Regions from separate parts of the Mus musculus genome. Here region 1 is linked to region 2. The links are chromatin contacts, called in public HiChIP or PLAC-seq maps. All regions are on one chromosome and are shown on one strand. Each heading gives the region's core, a stretch centred on a gene start, on an enhancer-like site or on the middle of the called end of the contact. The rest is flanking DNA. Distances are from core to core; before and after follow the strand shown. Region 1 holds the start of Tnfsf8 (tumor necrosis factor (ligand) superfamily, member 8). Region 2 holds the start of Alad (aminolevulinate, delta-, dehydratase).

Evidence for each region. HiChIP or PLAC-seq counts read pairs in DNA pulled down with a chosen protein or histone mark.
Region 1: a contact with region 2 is called in an H3K27ac HiChIP or PLAC-seq map of microglia, with 8 times the contacts expected there. The contact joins the promoter of Tnfsf8 here to the promoter of Alad in region 2. A contact is called at or near these places in 1 of 39 promoter capture datasets (pre-B cells) and 1 of 115 datasets of contacts at active chromatin or transcription factors (microglia).

What each region holds. Positions count from the first base shown.
Region 1 is chr4:63,859,258-63,863,030 of GRCm38.p6, forward strand. Tnfsf8 (tumor necrosis factor (ligand) superfamily, member 8) reads right to left here and starts at 2,027. Exons shown (of 4, transcript NM_009403.3): 1 at 1,593-2,027. The coding sequence starts at 1,802.
Region 2 is chr4:62,518,257-62,522,202 of GRCm38.p6, forward strand. It overlaps Alad (aminolevulinate, delta-, dehydratase), which reads right to left and starts at 1,807. Exons shown (of 12, transcript NM_008525.4): 1 at 1,604-1,807.

The sequences.
Region 1 (3,773 bases), core at 777-3,276, 1.3 Mb after region 2:
TTCATTTTGTGCCTCTGCAGAAACAGGGCAGAAGCCTGTGCAGATTTCACAGGAGGAATCATTTCAACAGTGGATGGGAGCTGCTTCTGCACAGTGCCACCATCAGCCTTCCCCACCTTGGCTTCTTCCCCACACCCAGCAGTTCTGCCTGTGTCCTCTGAATGACAAATGTCTTCAGGCTACTCTAATCTCTCTTGCCTGGCCATTACTGCAAAACAATATACATCTGGTGTATGGAAAATCAGAGTGACAGAAAGTAGAGAATGTGGAGAGAAGAGAAAGTGCCCAGAGGTTTGTCTGCGAGTCCTTCTTGGCCTGATGCAAACGATCCATGAACTGATGTGTCCCATCAGCTCTGCAGGCCAAGTGTGAATAACTCCCTTCTTACACTGCCAAGGAGGAAGGAGCTTTAAAGCTTTATTTCAATATCCATACTTGCTGATACTTGTAAGGCCCTAGCTTTCAGCAACTAGTATGCTGCAGAGTCTGTGGTCCAAGGCAACTTGGAAGAATTATAAATTAGGTGAGTTCACACTTGGGCAGGGTGTTGCACCAGTGGTATTCATACAGTATCCAAATCACCATGCCTGGATCTCACCCCAAGCCTGTGAGTCATGTGAGCTGACCACGCAGTCCTTTCCAGACAGTGTGTAAGAGTTCTCTCTCAAGGATACTTTTCTAAGCTACGGTTTGACTTTCTCCCCCTACCCCCATTTCAAACAAACGAAATTTCCCAAGATGGTGTGGCCCTGCACATTATGTGTGCATCTCAGAGGGTACAGGTGACAAAAACACTGCTACTTTTCAACACCCTGAACTCTTCAAAGCCAGTGGCTTGTGAGGAAGCTTTCGATTTCTTTTGTGGGTTTTAACATTGAAATAGCAGAGCTCTGGGAAGACTTGGCCTCTCTCTCTCTCTCTCTCTCTCTCTCTCTCTCTCTCTCTCTCTCTCTCCCTCTCCCTCTCTCTCTCCCTCTCTCTCTCTCTCTCTCTCTCTCTCTCTCTCTCTCAAATATCACAGTCTTTAAAAAGTAGCTCCTCACTAAAAACAAGCAAGCAAGCAAGAAAACAACCACAACAAACAAACAAACAATAGCAACAACAGACTCTCGGCAAAAGAGAGGCCTCAGAAGTCCTGGGAGCACGGATTGAGGACATAACCTTAGAATTAGGATGAGCGCCTTACAGAGGTGATACCCACATGCGCACTCGCCATCAGGGCTCCCTATGCTTCCTCCCTCCATACTGTGAGGCTGTGACCCATCTGGGCTTCAATCTTAACTTCTCAAGGTCAGCAGCTCTTCTGTTGGCTCCAGTACATCTGGAAATTTTTGAGCTCATGTCCAGTTCTATTTCTTTTAAAAAATTCCCACTGAGTGCAGAAAGTTCATTTCTAGTTTTTCCCCTTTTCTCTGATATAATCTCTCTCTATATATGCATAGTTTTACTTATTTTCACTTTTTAAATTTTTTTTTTTTTTTTTTTTTTTTTTTGCTCCTAGTTAAACTATTCATTAGCTTCCCAGAGCTGTTCCTCTAGAGGACACACATTATAAATGAGGAAAGAAAAGCAGAAAAAAGATGTTTACTCACCTTTTTCTGGACTACCAGTACCAGAATGATCGCCACTGCCACAACAAGGCACACCAGTGCGGTGGTGCTGAGGTAGAAGTAGCTGCGACTTGTGCTTCTCCAGGGCCTCGTGCTTCTCCAGGGGCTGGCTACCGAGCCGGGCTGCACCTGCATGGCTGGGTCAGGGGAAGGAGCCCCACAGCTGCCTGCTTGTTGCAGCCCTGGCTCCATGCTTTATATAGTCTGTCCCACATCACACCTTATCTCTCCTCATCTGATTCGGTTCTGTACCCAGCTCTGTTCCAAGAAGGATTTTCCCCTGCATCCTGGATCATGTGACTTGGAAAAAAGCCTTCACCAGTTGCCGGATGGAGAAACTCTTCTCTGGGGGCGTGAGGCGAAGGGTGGCTGCAAGGGTGGGGGAGAGGTTCATTTTTCATCGCCTGGGATTAATCTGAGTGCAGAGAAATTGTAGCGAGATAGACGATGGTTGATGTCAGCGGGTGGTAGGAAGGAGACAGTTCCGCGTGAGTGTACACCAACCACTTCTGTTTCCTTTAGGCTCAGCCACAGAACGCCTTGCCGCGGGGACCCTGCACACTGCATGATCCATGCTGGTGGCCCAGGAAGCTTCCAGATTAGTCTCTTTGCTGGGTCCCTGGAGATGGCAGTCCTTTGTCAGCAGCACAATGACTGTTGGGGTTGTCCAACAATTACAGCATGCTCTAAACTGGAAACATACCCATTTCTGGGAAAGAAGAGCCCACTGTTTGGGCATTTACCTACCTGGAGACAAGGTTGTGGCAGTAGGATATTTGAGGATAGTTTCAAAGACATGGTGAGAGAAGAGGAATTTGGAAATAATTTGCTGTTGAACCAAAGCTCCTCTATCTCTTGCAGGGTGCTCTCCAGGGCTGTTAAATTTGCCGATGAAACTGGCTTGCCCTAAAGTTCATACTAGGGGAAGAAATTAGTGAGGGGGTCAGGAAGGGGAGGCTCAGTGCTGTGGAACGAGTGTGTGAAGTGTCTGTGGGTTGTATGGGGGTGCAAATAGTGTTCCAGGTGTTTGTGATGAGTTTGTGGACAGAGGTTACTAGAATTGAACATTCTGGCTCAGGTACAGTCTTGGGAACTTGGCTTAGAGGCTGACTTCACACTCGTCACCAGCCTCAGAGGCAAGTAGTATTTCTTCTTCACAGCATAGAGAACTGAGACCCAGCATAAAAGCATTCTTAATCAAATCTACCAGTGTTAATCTAATGGTAAAACTTGGTGGTATATGCAAACCAGCCTGGCTCCAAAAGCCTGCCGGACCCTTTCCTTACAGGCTGAAAACCTCAGGTTGCATCTTAGCCTTTCCTCTTCTCAGCATTGCTCCTTGAATAAGTCAACGCAGCCCCTGCTTTCACCCCAGTCTGCTTTGCAGTCATGGGGAAGATCAAACAGGATGATGTAAGAGGGCTTCCTGAATGGGAATGGACTTGGCAGCTGTTGTTGAACAATTCCTGTTAAACAGCCCAAGTTGCCCTCTGGGCCATGTCTGGAATTTCATATAATAAATAGATTTCTGGGACACAGAGCTGGATCGTATCTGTTGCTATGAATGACCTTTCTTTCAGAATATTCTCTAAAAGCTTCAGAGCTGCCTCCAGATGTGGCCTTCTGAAACCTCACTTGCTATTTCCCTTGAGGTAGACAGCACCTTCTCTTTTGACTATACACTACCTCTGCAGGTCACAGGACATGTCAGAAGCCCCAAAGAAATGCCGGATCCAAAGCCCAGCTCAGATTATTTAGCTTTCTGGATCTGTGTAGATCTCTCTTTGAGCATTCTGCAAGGCAGCTTAGACTTAGGAGATGGTCTAGAGGCCCTTTTTGGTGAGTTTATAAAATGAAAAACCACAGAGGAGGGATAGGTAGTGAGGAATGAACTGGTGAGTATCTTCTTCGAGGGCAGTGTCTCCATCTGGTTGTCAAGGAAACTGAGCCTGGGGTTTGGAAGACAGATTTGTCCTTAGCCACTTGTCCTGCTGGTTTAGATAGGGCAAGGCAAGTTAGTGTTTTGGGGGGGTACACTTGTTTGATTTGGGGAGAAAGCCTTGTCCTTTGGTAGGTACGGACAGGGAGTGGGTGGCAATCTGCCCAGAGCTGCTGAGAACCGGCTGCTCCCTTGGCCCTCTCTGTTTAGCCCCTTTGATCGAA
Region 2 (3,946 bases), core at 557-3,056:
CTAGCAAGCTGTACAAGGTATTGCAGAAACAACTGTTTCTGGGCCAAACAATCCCAGAGTCGATTCTATAACGACGGGCAAGGCCTTTCAGATCCTCCCCCACTTTTTTTTTTTCTTTCAAGATTTAAAATGTGCTGATATTATCAAGCCTGCGTGAAGATCAGATTACTGATGAGGTATGTCTAACACCACGGTAGCAGCGGCAAGTAACGCTAAATGTATGGCTAGTGCTGAGCTGGGATGAGTAGGCTGTACTGTGTCTGACCCTTCGCCACACCTAGGGAAGGACATACATTCCAGCCACTGCCTGAGGTGAGAGAGGCTAGCCGCCCTCCAGCAGCACGTACTAGACAAGAAGGAAAAGGAACACTGTAGTTTCTTAGAGACACTGCGGGGTAGCTTTTCTGAAAGACTGTAAAGGTCTCACCTCCCTTAGGAGGTAGCATCCCACAACCTGGGAGTGAGACTGCCACTGGGAGCAGCTGAGAGAAAGCTTCAGAGCCTGGGCTCCCAGGTTGTACCCCACAAAGAATTCCGGAGGCTGTGCTCTTGGCATAAATAGTAGTGAAGTGGTGCCAGCTCGAGCAGGCTCTGCCCTGGCTAGGGAGGAGACAAGTCAGGAGGGCCAGCTAGGTAGAAGGTTCAGAGCTGGGAAATCTGAAGCCCAAAGAGGCCCAGGAAAGGCATCTGTGGGCAGTTCTGAAAAGGTACTGCCCGGTGGCTCATTTGCATTTCCTGCACACTCTAGCTGCCACCTGCCACGGTGTTAGGAGGGGTTAAAGAAGAGACCTTAGACCTCATCTAGTGTGGGCGCTTAATCCCCCCTGCTGCCCGGGTCTAGACATTTCAAGCTAGGAGTTGCCTTTCCACAGACTGCTAAAATATTCTGGCTGAGAGCTTTTACATCAAACAACTGTAAAACTGAACTCGAGAAGGGCAGGTCTCATACAGCAGGTCAGCTATAAATATGGTCCAAACTTCTGGAGTCTAGCAGCCCTCAGTCCTCACCAGGACTTTTGGCATTAGAAGGACAGAGTTCACACGTTATAGTCCCAGTATGGAAGAGGCGACAGAGATTCCAGGTGAGAGTAGGGGAAGAAAGGTTTAACCTAGACCTGGCCACGGCTGGTAGCAGGGTGGTTAGTATGTGACTTTGGGATTTAAAAGGCATGGGGACAAATTCTTGTTTCAAGCTGCATGACTGCTTTTCTTCTCATGTGGTCTGGGTCTTAAGCGGATCTCAATGGATCGTTGTATGACTGAATGAGCAGAAGCAGGAGAGACCTAGCACAAGCGACCCTTATTGTTTTCCCCACTTCTCCAGCCTGCCAGACAGATCGCGCTCTGCAGAAACCGAGGCTACCCCTGAGGCCTCCGAGAAAGGGGGCGGGTGGAGCCCATCTTTGAGTCCCGAATCCCGGACGCAGCAAGACCTTGTAGCGGCAAGAATCCCGCCCACTCTAGTAGGTGCATAGGGACAGCGTCTCCGCTACAGCGTCAGAGCTTCGGGAACACAGCGCCATAGGGGTGCACCTCACCTTGTTCTGGGGTCCCGTCCCCCTTCAACCCGCCACTTCCCAGAGGCCGGCGCCTGCTCACGTACCAAGGACGCTGCTCGCCGCCGCTCCGAGCCGGGCTCTGGACACCGCGCTCTCCCGCTCTAAAAGCGCAAGCCCACGTGGGGGCGGGGCGGCTCACCCGGAAGCGGCTCCCGTACCGCCCGCCCCTCCGGGAATGCAGCTTACGCTCCCTTCGGGGCAGTCTCCGGATCACTGGTCAGCTCGCGCGGCCAGATCCACGCTGAGCGGGGCTGGAATCTTGGCCAATCCAGAGTTGCCCGAGAGCCCGCCCGTCTCCCCGCCCCCCAGCTCGGGTCTCACTTGAGGTGGGAAGGCCCGAGGGGGTCCACGTGGGCATTCGGAGCCTCTGGGAGGTGCCCTGGCTTGCAATCCGAACTCATCCCAGAGTTCACTTGACGGTCTATTCTCAGCCCGGAGCAAAAATTGACTGCGTTGCTCACTGGTAAAAGAACAATTGGATGTCAACGGCATTAAAACACCTCGGTAATGCCTAACACCGCGGGTAAATACGTTCAGCAGCAGACTGACTGTCTAGATTTATTTATTCTATGTAATTGATTATCCAGCCCCTATCTCATGGGTTGAGAGATATGAAAGACATTGGAAAAAAAAAAAAGCCGAGAAAACTAACCATCCAAGTATGCTAGGAGATCAGGTTTATCTACAATGGATACATTAAAATTTGGAGTATAAAAGGGAGTAAATTTGGTGGTGCATGCTTTTAATCTTAGCACTAGGTGACAAAAAACCAACCAACCAAACAAACAAACAAACAAACAAACCAAACCCAAAACAAACAAAACAGAAAACAAACAAACCAAAAAACAATTAAAAAAAGAAAAATTCTGACCAAAGGTCTGGGGAAGACTGGAGCGTGGGGTCTAGAGAGGTTTATGGGGCTTTGACAAAGACTTGAGAGTGGCAAGGGCCCTCTTTGTGGAGGGAGCCTTGGGGAATGCTCACTAGGGAGGAGGTGATAAAATTATTTTGGAGGTAAAAGTGGGCAGTTGTGTAATAATACTGTAAATGTTCTAGGTACCACCAGATCTTCATTTTAAAAATGTTTAAGATCTGTGAACTCATCTTGGTTTTCAATAATTCACTAGAAAAATTGAACTTAAAGTTGTAACAAGAGAAGCTGGGTGAAGGGTATGAGAGTGTTGTAGCTTGTCAGAAAACCCTCACCCACAAAGAGCACAGAGACCACCATCATTGCAAAAACTCATGAGGATTTTACTTATCCAGCATGTTGGGGACTCCCCTCTCAGCTGGCAGGCAGGAGGAGAGACCCAGAACAAAGAAGGAACACACTTTTTATACCTTTGTAAGGGTTGGATATAGGCACCAGGGTAGTTTGGCTTATTTTAATTGGTGTAGCCAATAATCTTTTTAGACATTGGTTGGTTTATGTAGGGTGACTCTTATTTTGTCTGTCCTTGTGTGTGTTTTAGTGAGGCGGGGCAGGAGGATTGTTAATTTTGTTTTTGACCGTTAAAACTATGTTTCTATATTTGTTTAGTCAGCCAGCTTTTTATCTGGCTCTGTACTTGGCCTGCTAGTACAGTTTGGAAAGTCCTTTTGAAGGGGGAAGGTACAGGGTAGTCTTGAACTTATTTTTGGATATTACAACAGGGAAAAAACTTATGGAAGACCTCAAAGATTCTTTCCAGATGTTGTATTCCTTACTTTTAAATCCAAATCTCCATTCCCAGAAAAGGTTTCTTCTTAGAATGTTAAAGTCTAGTTAAGGGATTGAGCAGAACAAACCAAAGACATGGAAGAATTTGGTTTTCGGTTTTGTTTGAACATGCTAGCTAAGCAAGCGCTATGTCACTGAGCCCCTTCCATTCTTGACAGCCTTATGGCGGAGATTAGATGGTAGGGTGAGCCCTTCTTACACAAGCCTTGAATAACAGGTTTAACTATGGATTTGATCTCATTGAAAGCAAAGGTATATTCTAGGAAGATCTACTTGGTACTTAGTACATACAATTGAAATTGAGTTCAAAGGACGTCACAGGATTACAAATGGGCCTTGAAGGGTAGGTCTAGCACCGTGCTCTTGGGAATTAAGAAACAATGTTTCTTCTGGGAAGGAAAAGGCCTATTATTAACCAAAGGACCACTGCAGTTCTTGGTGAATTTTGATTTATAAATTTTACTTATGACTTGAGAACTGTGTGTACTGGAGAACATAGAGCTGTGGTTAATAGCCGGGTGTGGTGGCGCACGCCTTTAATTCCAGCACTCGGGAGGCAGAGGCAGGTGGATTTCTGTGTTCGAGGCCAGCCTGGTCTACAAAGTGAGTTCCAGGGCTACACAGAGAAACCCTGCCTCGAAAAAACCAAAAAAAAAAAAAAAAAAAA